2 separate regions of the Danio rerio genome follow, and region 1 is linked to region 2. The links are chromatin contacts, called in public Hi-C maps. All regions are on one chromosome and are shown on one strand. The core of a region is the stretch at or near the end of the contact, and the rest is flanking DNA. Distances in the headings are between cores, read along the strand shown. Region 1 holds the start of si:dkey-192p21.6. Region 2 overlaps ret (ret proto-oncogene receptor tyrosine kinase).

Region 1 (3,707 bases), core at 1,122-3,621, 120 kb before region 2:
GTTTCAGAAAAAGCACAGTGATTGGTTGTTGTGAACCCCATATGGAAACAATGATGACTTGCATTTTCAATTTTAAGAGCCTCCAGCATATTTGGTCGAGGCAATGACATTCCTAAGCAACTTAACCCTTCCCCTTTTCCCACTTTCAGTACAGATCACATGAGCTTCAAACACATGTCTCTTACAAGAAAAAAAAAAAGCATTAATAAAGAAGATGACACGAGATTTCAACAGGCTTTCCCCAGCATTCATGGTTTTTTACTGAATGAAAGGGAAATGAAGATGATTTGTGTCAGCGTGTTCTTTTGTGCTATACACACACTATTGTCCCAGACTGAACCATCATCAGTATATTGCGTCAAAGAGTCTGTGCAAACACATGTCAGTCAAAATGAAGCTCCAACGCTGATAAAGCTGACTGACATCAACAGGTCTCTTAGCAACAGCCTAATCTGCTGAACTAATGCTGATGCACGAGCGAACACACAGCGAGGTAAAAGACCTGACATCTCAAACACTTAACAGTGCAAATGATGAACATGAATGTTATATAATGAGCTTTTAACTATATTTTATAGTATATATTTTAAATAAAAAATAATAATAACTCAACCAACTGAATGTTAGGTGAAGAATGAATAAAATAGTATTATAAAAATACATATAATATTTTAAAATACATTTTAGTAACAATAAATAAACATTGTTCAACCCAATATAGTGTAAAGAGGCATGTTGTTTGGAAATTCCATGCTTGCATGTTGAGAGTATGGACAAAGACTTTAAATAGTTTGTTAATGGTACGGACGATAAGAATGCAATAGATATGTAATTTGTTTTTTCTTACCATGTTTGTGGGTGCTGTGAGCGCAGCGCTGATGTTGTCTCGGTCAAGCGGCTGGAATGGATTTCAACCTGTGGCCAGAGCGTGAGTTTACGATTCCTACTATGGTGAAGGAACGTCTTATGAATATTAACTGCATTGCGTGATTGGATGCTCACCGGGAAACGTCACGACGCGCTATTTAATATTAATTTATGGGCCCTGTTTCTGCTGCCCTGCCAGAAGCCTGAGCGAAATAGAAGTGTTTGAACTGAAGAGGCCTGTGATGCAGTTGGGTGACTTCACACAGTGAGATAATAATTAAACCGTGAACAAACTTTAGCAGTAGAACTTATCGAGCATTCATGCAGGTCGTCAGGTGACAAAAACAGTGATTTCTTTTTGTCTTATACTGCCTTCAAAATGTATTGAGGATTTACTTTATTATATTTATATTATATTATATTATACTTAATAATATTGTATTTAGGGCTTACTATCTCATTTTAGAAATCAGCCATAACTAAGGTTTTCGTAATTAATACGAAAGGATATTTTAATGTACTGTGCCATAACAGCACTCGTATAACGTTAGCTATTTGAGTAACTTAATTGAAAAAAAAACAATTGTAATAGAAATCTGCAGATAAGTTGGTAATTTGTGACACAATTAAATGTACATTAAGGGTTGTTTATTTACATTAGATAAAAAAAACTAATATAAAAATGTCAAAAAGTCCTTATTAGGGTATAGTTCACCAAGAAAATTTGCCATTTAGTCACTCCTCTCATGTTCTGGACAAGTTTAATTTTTTTATTTTCTGTTAAACACAACACATAAGAAGATATTTTGTAGAATGTTGAAAACCTGTAACGATTGACATCAATTGGAAAATCAAATAGCCTAACGTTACTATGGGAGTCAGATTTCCTTATTTTCTTATTTGTTTGAATTAAATTTTTGTTTGGTTGAACTATTCCTTTAGGTGAAGTAATTAACCCAGGGTCTTATTTTTAAATCTACATTTATTCATCTCTAGAAGAGCAATTAGACGTAGAATTAGAAGTGCTAGGGATGTACTCACTTTTATACACACTGTAATAAAAGAGCATCACAGTTAAATAATATAATTAACATAAAAAGAGTACAAACATGATAAGCGATTGCTTTCACTTTTGCTTGTTTGCTTTTCCCCCCTATGGTTTTGTTTAAGAAGATTTTTTTTCTCTCAAGTTTAATTTTTTAAACACTAAAAACTTGTTTTAATCATGTGTTTTTATAATTTATGCCATTTATGAGTAAGAGGTATCATCTTCAAATGCACTTACATACAGATTTTATTTGTGTCCAACATTCCTTTGACTGCTCCCAGGCAACTAATCCCAGCCAATCTTTGGTCAATCTTCATGTAGAGTCTTATGGTAATAAAAATGTCCAACACATCTCAAAGATCACTGCAATCACATGTACAGTGATCTTTGAGCTCTCTTTATTTTCATTTGCACAAAAAGAGGTAAAAAGTAAAACAGAAGATTTGGAATTAACAATGAAGGCAGTCAATATCTTCGATGTTCTCTTGTTAGCAGGAAGTTTACTCCCAGCAGGGCTGTGTGAGACACATCATGAAGGTAAGTCATTTCGTAAGTGTGATAAAAAGTTGTTAAAATATGTATTCATAGTTAGAATACTGTGATTTCACTAGTTGTTTTGTCCTTTTTCAGTTTACAAGCTGAAAATGGACGAGGCGCTGATAAAATTCCATAATGAACTTCCGTACAACATTAGTGTTTACTACACCTCGGATTACTGTTATAAGGTATTTCAAAATTGTTTATTCTCTCCATAGTGACTTATGTGATTGTTTCACGCATTTTTCGTACCAAAAAGAGAGACACAAATATAAAACTGTTCTATTTAAAATACAGTATGTGCATTAAATGTTTACAGGTGTCTGCCCAAGTGGCCAAAAATTTTTTATATTAAATGAACATTAATTACATGTTGTTGAATCAAGTCTGTCCGATTCTTCTGCAGTGTCTTTATCAGCCTCTTGCCACTCTTGGAATTGGGCAGAGTAATATTTCTGTGATTGTAAGCACACAATTCAAATTGACTCTACAAATCACATCAATAGTTGGAACCGCCAATCTTTGCAGGTAAGAATCACCCTGAACTGAAGATTGGGAATTATGATTTGTTATTGTTTTTGAAAAAAAAATAGTGCTAAAATATATTACAATTAATTTCACATCCATAATAAAAGTGTGTTTTGACATAACGTGTGTTTGATGTGTATATTAATCTTGTATATATAAATACACATGCATGCATATGTTTGAGATATGTTTGTTTATATTTAGATATGTATATGATACAAATTACACATTAAATATACACATTACATATTAAAAATACATGTAAATATCTGTAACAAAATTGTTTTGTATAGCTTTGTTTCTTTGTACAGTATGTGAGCACTCTAAAAAACCCTGAGTTATTTATTTAACCCAGTGGTTAAGGTAAAAAATATTTGTTGCTTTGTTGGGTTATTTTTAACCCACCTATTTTAACTGAGTGTGCATCACATATACATAATAAATATATATATATAACACACACATATATATTATGTCAAACCAAACTTTTATTTTGCATGGGATTAATCACAATTAACCTTTGCCCAAAACTAGGAAAAATATAAATATAATTTATTGATTTGAATCAAAGCTGAATTTTGGGCATTATTACTCCAGTTTTTAGTGTTGGGGCAGCCTTAATGCTTAGAGTTGGTCTTGTGATCCAAAGGTTGCCGGTTCTTGTCCCGGGACTGACATGATCATAGTTGTGGAAAGTGAATATCCAACACCCTCCATACACACCTGA
Region 2 (3,771 bases), core at 463-2,962:
TACAGAGAGGCCTTATTTCTTCCTGTGCTCGCACAGAGACGCTTTTACATCATGGTTTCACATAGATGAGGCGTCCGGAGTTCTTTATCTCAACAAAACCCTGGAGTGGAGCGACTTCAGTAGTTTACGTGAGTTCAACATATCCACTGAAAGAAATGATTCATTGGATTTACTAAATGTTTTTTAAGGTAAGTGGTTGCAAACAATTAATATGGGCTGAATTTAAAAAACAAACAAATTAAATTGAACATTACAAAATTTAATTTGCTCATTTAAAACCAGCCCATATACATAGTTTGCAATCACTTACCTTAAAAAAACATTTAGTAAAAGTATATATTTAGTTTATAGAAAGAACCATTGTAATTTTCTTCATTATTTTGCTTATATATTCTGGGTATTCTTGGATTTTATGGGTTTAAATTGTTCGTATCATTTTATTGTACTCATATATTTTATGTTATTTTAATACAATTTTAATTTACTTATAAAGTAAAATAATAAATAAATAAATCCCTATGGTATGTGATTTATGATATGGGATATGATTTTCCCTTCCAAATTTTTTTTTAAATGCGCTGAGAGTTTAGACGACTGTAATGAATTCTATTATTATTATTATTATTATTATTATTATCATCATCGTCGTCATTATCATCATCATTATACAGTTATTTGTTTAGTGTGCAGTTGTTCTTCTTTATGTACTACTAAATTTACTAAATTCATTCTTTAAAAAATATGAAGATTTTTAACAAGGTATATTAAGTATTTTTATTGCATATTCTATACAACTCTTAAGCAATAATACTTATGATTACTACTAGTTTAATACTAGTTTATTATGCTTATATATAGGCTATATTAGTTATATATATTGTATGTTATATATACAGTTAACTAATATAAAAATAATATTAATATTAACTAATATTAAAACTAATATTAAAGCCTAAATATTTTGTTACTTAAAAAAAACAAATAACTAAAACTAAACTAAATTAAAATTGAGTAAAAAGAATACTGACAGTTCAAACTGTAAAAAAAATACTTATGAAATTACTAATTACTAAAAATAATTGGTGACACAGTGGCGCAGTGGTTAGCATGATCGCCTCACTGCAAGAAGGTCACTGGTTCGAGCCCTGACTGGGTCAGTTGCCATTTCTCCGTTTCCTCCTGGTGCTCCTATTTCCCACAGTCCATGCGGTACAGGTGAATTGAATAAGCTAAATTGGCCGAAGTGTGTGTGAGAATGCAAGAGTGTATGGGTGTTTCCCAGTGTTGGGTTGCGGCTGGAAGGGTATCCGCTGCGTAAAACATATGCTGGAAAAGTTGGCGGTTCCTTCTGATTAATAAAGAGACTAAGCCGAAAAAAAATGAATGACTGAATAAACATAAATAAAAATATTATAAATAAGGTTAAAATCATATATATATATACAATGGTGTAGTGCTGTTGTAAGACATTGTCATTGTGTATATATTCATACACTATCTATTATAAGTGTTTTTGGAGACTTGATAAATGACTGTCCTGTCATAATGTCTGTCCTCCAGGCAGCGGCTCAGTTCGCTCCCCGAAGGATCTCACCCTGAAGGTCGGAGTCTCTTCAACTCCCCCAATGAAAGTGATGTGCACCATCCTACCCACAGTGGAGGTCAAACTTTCGTTCATCAATGACACAGCGCCCTCCTGTGGTCAGGTCGAGCTCAGCACATTATGCTTCCCTGAGAAGATCTCCAACCCCCACATCACTGAAAATCGCGAGCCAGGAGCCCTGCGCCAGCTGCGCCGCTTCACACACATGAGCATCTGCCCAAACTACACCATCAGCTATGGAGTGGTTGCAGGTATGGACTAAGCCCAGTGTGAATATCAATGCTTTTCTGTTTAGTACAGCACTGCAAGATACTGGCTGCTTTCAAAAACTGCTTCATGATGTGAATCTTTTGTTTTGAATCATTAGTTTGGTGTGCATATCAAAATGACAAGTTTTCTTGATTTCAAAACTCTGAAAATTCAATGGTTCTCCACTGAGTTCATCAAGATTGCCCCCACGCACCAAAGAATTATACAAGCTTCATTGTTTTTAATCTAATTTTGAACAGTTATAAAAGTTTGTAGACATTTTAATGGGACATGAGTAAAATAAAGGATGTCGTTCCAATCACTCAAGAGCTTCATTCAACTTCAGAGACAGAAATTAAGGTATTTTAAATGAATAAACAAAAGATATTCAACAGAAATAGGGATATTCAAAGTCTAGAAAAGCAACCAAATACATTGTCAAACATTTCATGTTGCTTCAGTGGTTCAATTGTAATCATTTAAAGCTCCATGGATGGAAACTTTGCTCTAAAAAAAACTGTGATAACAACTTGGTTTCTCTTCCAGTATGATGTACTGCTATAAAGTCAGCAGTGCAGAATGTGTTGTCAAAAGTTTTGTAATACCTGTAGTAAATGCACACAATGATCTGAGGCAGAAGAAATAGGCAAACAAGGCCTTTTTTACAGCTTTTTGGCACACAAAAGGGTTCTTAGAGCTTCCTTTTATTATATTTGAACCACTGAAGTCACATGGAAAGTGTTTTTGGTTGCTTTTCTCATCTTTGAACATCTCACAGCCTCTATGGAGTTTGAGAGAGCTCCTGGATTTCATCTAAAATGTAATCATTTGTGCTCCTAAGATAAATAAAGATCTCAGAATGACGTGAGGATGAGTAATTTTTGGCTGAAATAATCATTTAATGGTAGAAAATAGTTTCACATTGGGCTGTTTAGCAGAGCTCACCATGCAACAAACAAAATAAGTATTGTAAATTGATAAAAGAAGGCACATTATGCTGATTTGTTGTATATTTAATGATGTTAGATGGTTAGCTAAATGCATTTGATCAATTATAGTCAATAAATCTTTGCTAAATGTGTTTGTAAAAGCTGTTTTTGATACATTTTTGACATGGGTTTTTGTTGTATTTGCACAGATTTGACCAGCAGAGTTACTCAGTCTGTGATCATTTGAACACTTCAAAATCATTATATGAAGCAATTGGTCTAAGTCATTTAAAGATTTGGAAAACTTATTTTCTCCCGTCACTACTCTAAGATGGATTGTCTGTGCTTGTTTATATTTAATTCAGGATCTTCTGTACCGTTTGCGGTCGACGACTCCACTTCTGAACTAGTGGTCACAGCACAAGTGGACCGCGAGGAGAAGGAAGTGTATCATCTGGATATAGTCTGTATGGTACGAACAGAAAGAAATCTGGAGGAGGTCTTCAGATCTTTACATGTGAACATCTATGATGAAGATGATAATTCTCCTTATGTCAACGGGACTGACACTGAAGACGTCTTAGTAGAGTTTGACCGCAGTGAGGTGTGTGCTATTTTGTGTGTGTGTGTGTGTGTAATCTTCTTAGCTTTTTTGATCTTGTATATTAATAAGCTTTTCTCTTTTGTAGGGTACTGTGTTTGGGACTCTGTTTGTATATGACAGAGACACAACACCAGTTTATCCCACAAACCAAGTTCAAAATAAACTGGTGGGGACCCTGATGACAAATGACTCCTGGATCAAAAATAATTTTGCTATTGAACACAAGTTTAGGGAAGAGAAAGCTATTTTTGGAAATGTCCGTGGGACTGTTCATGAATACAGTGAGTACAAAAACAGTTTTTTGCTTATTTTTAAACATAATTTTAGTGCTTTTAAAAATGTTTTTCCTCTTGGTGTTTATCTCACTATATTCACTCTTTAAATAT

Evidence for each region. Hi-C and Micro-C count contacts between places; a contact is called where the count stands out from the background.
Region 1: a Hi-C map of embryo shows a contact between it and region 2, with 2.9 times the contacts expected there. The contact joins the promoter of si:dkey-192p21.6 here to the enhancer-like site in region 2. A contact is called at or near these places in 8 of 18 Hi-C or Micro-C datasets (caudal fin, embryo, hematopoietic stem cells and 2 more) and 1 of 4 datasets of contacts at active chromatin or transcription factors (caudal fin).

What each region holds. Positions count from the first base shown.
Region 1 is chr13:28,936,441-28,940,147 of GRCz12tu, reverse strand. si:dkey-192p21.6 reads left to right here and starts at 2,371. Exons shown (of 18, transcript NM_001145587.1): 1 at 2,371-2,452; 2 at 2,546-2,640; 3 at 2,859-2,980. The coding sequence starts at 2,371. It overlaps pcbd1 (pterin-4 alpha-carbinolamine dehydratase/dimerization cofactor of hepatocyte nuclear factor 1 alpha), which reads right to left and starts at 869. Exons shown (of 4, transcript NM_200814.1): 1 at 848-869. The coding sequence starts at 850.
Region 2 is chr13:28,818,117-28,821,887 of GRCz12tu, reverse strand. It overlaps ret (ret proto-oncogene receptor tyrosine kinase), which reads left to right. Exons shown (of 20, transcript NM_181662.2): 2 at 1-128; 3 at 1,561-1,854; 4 at 3,147-3,385; 5 at 3,471-3,666. Among named protein-coding and RNA genes, the nearest start is that of csgalnact2, 21 kb to the right of the region's middle. Within about 2 kb of position 1,712, at least 3 of the 62 cell types and tissues checked have an H3K27ac peak or open chromatin away from gene starts, as enhancers often do.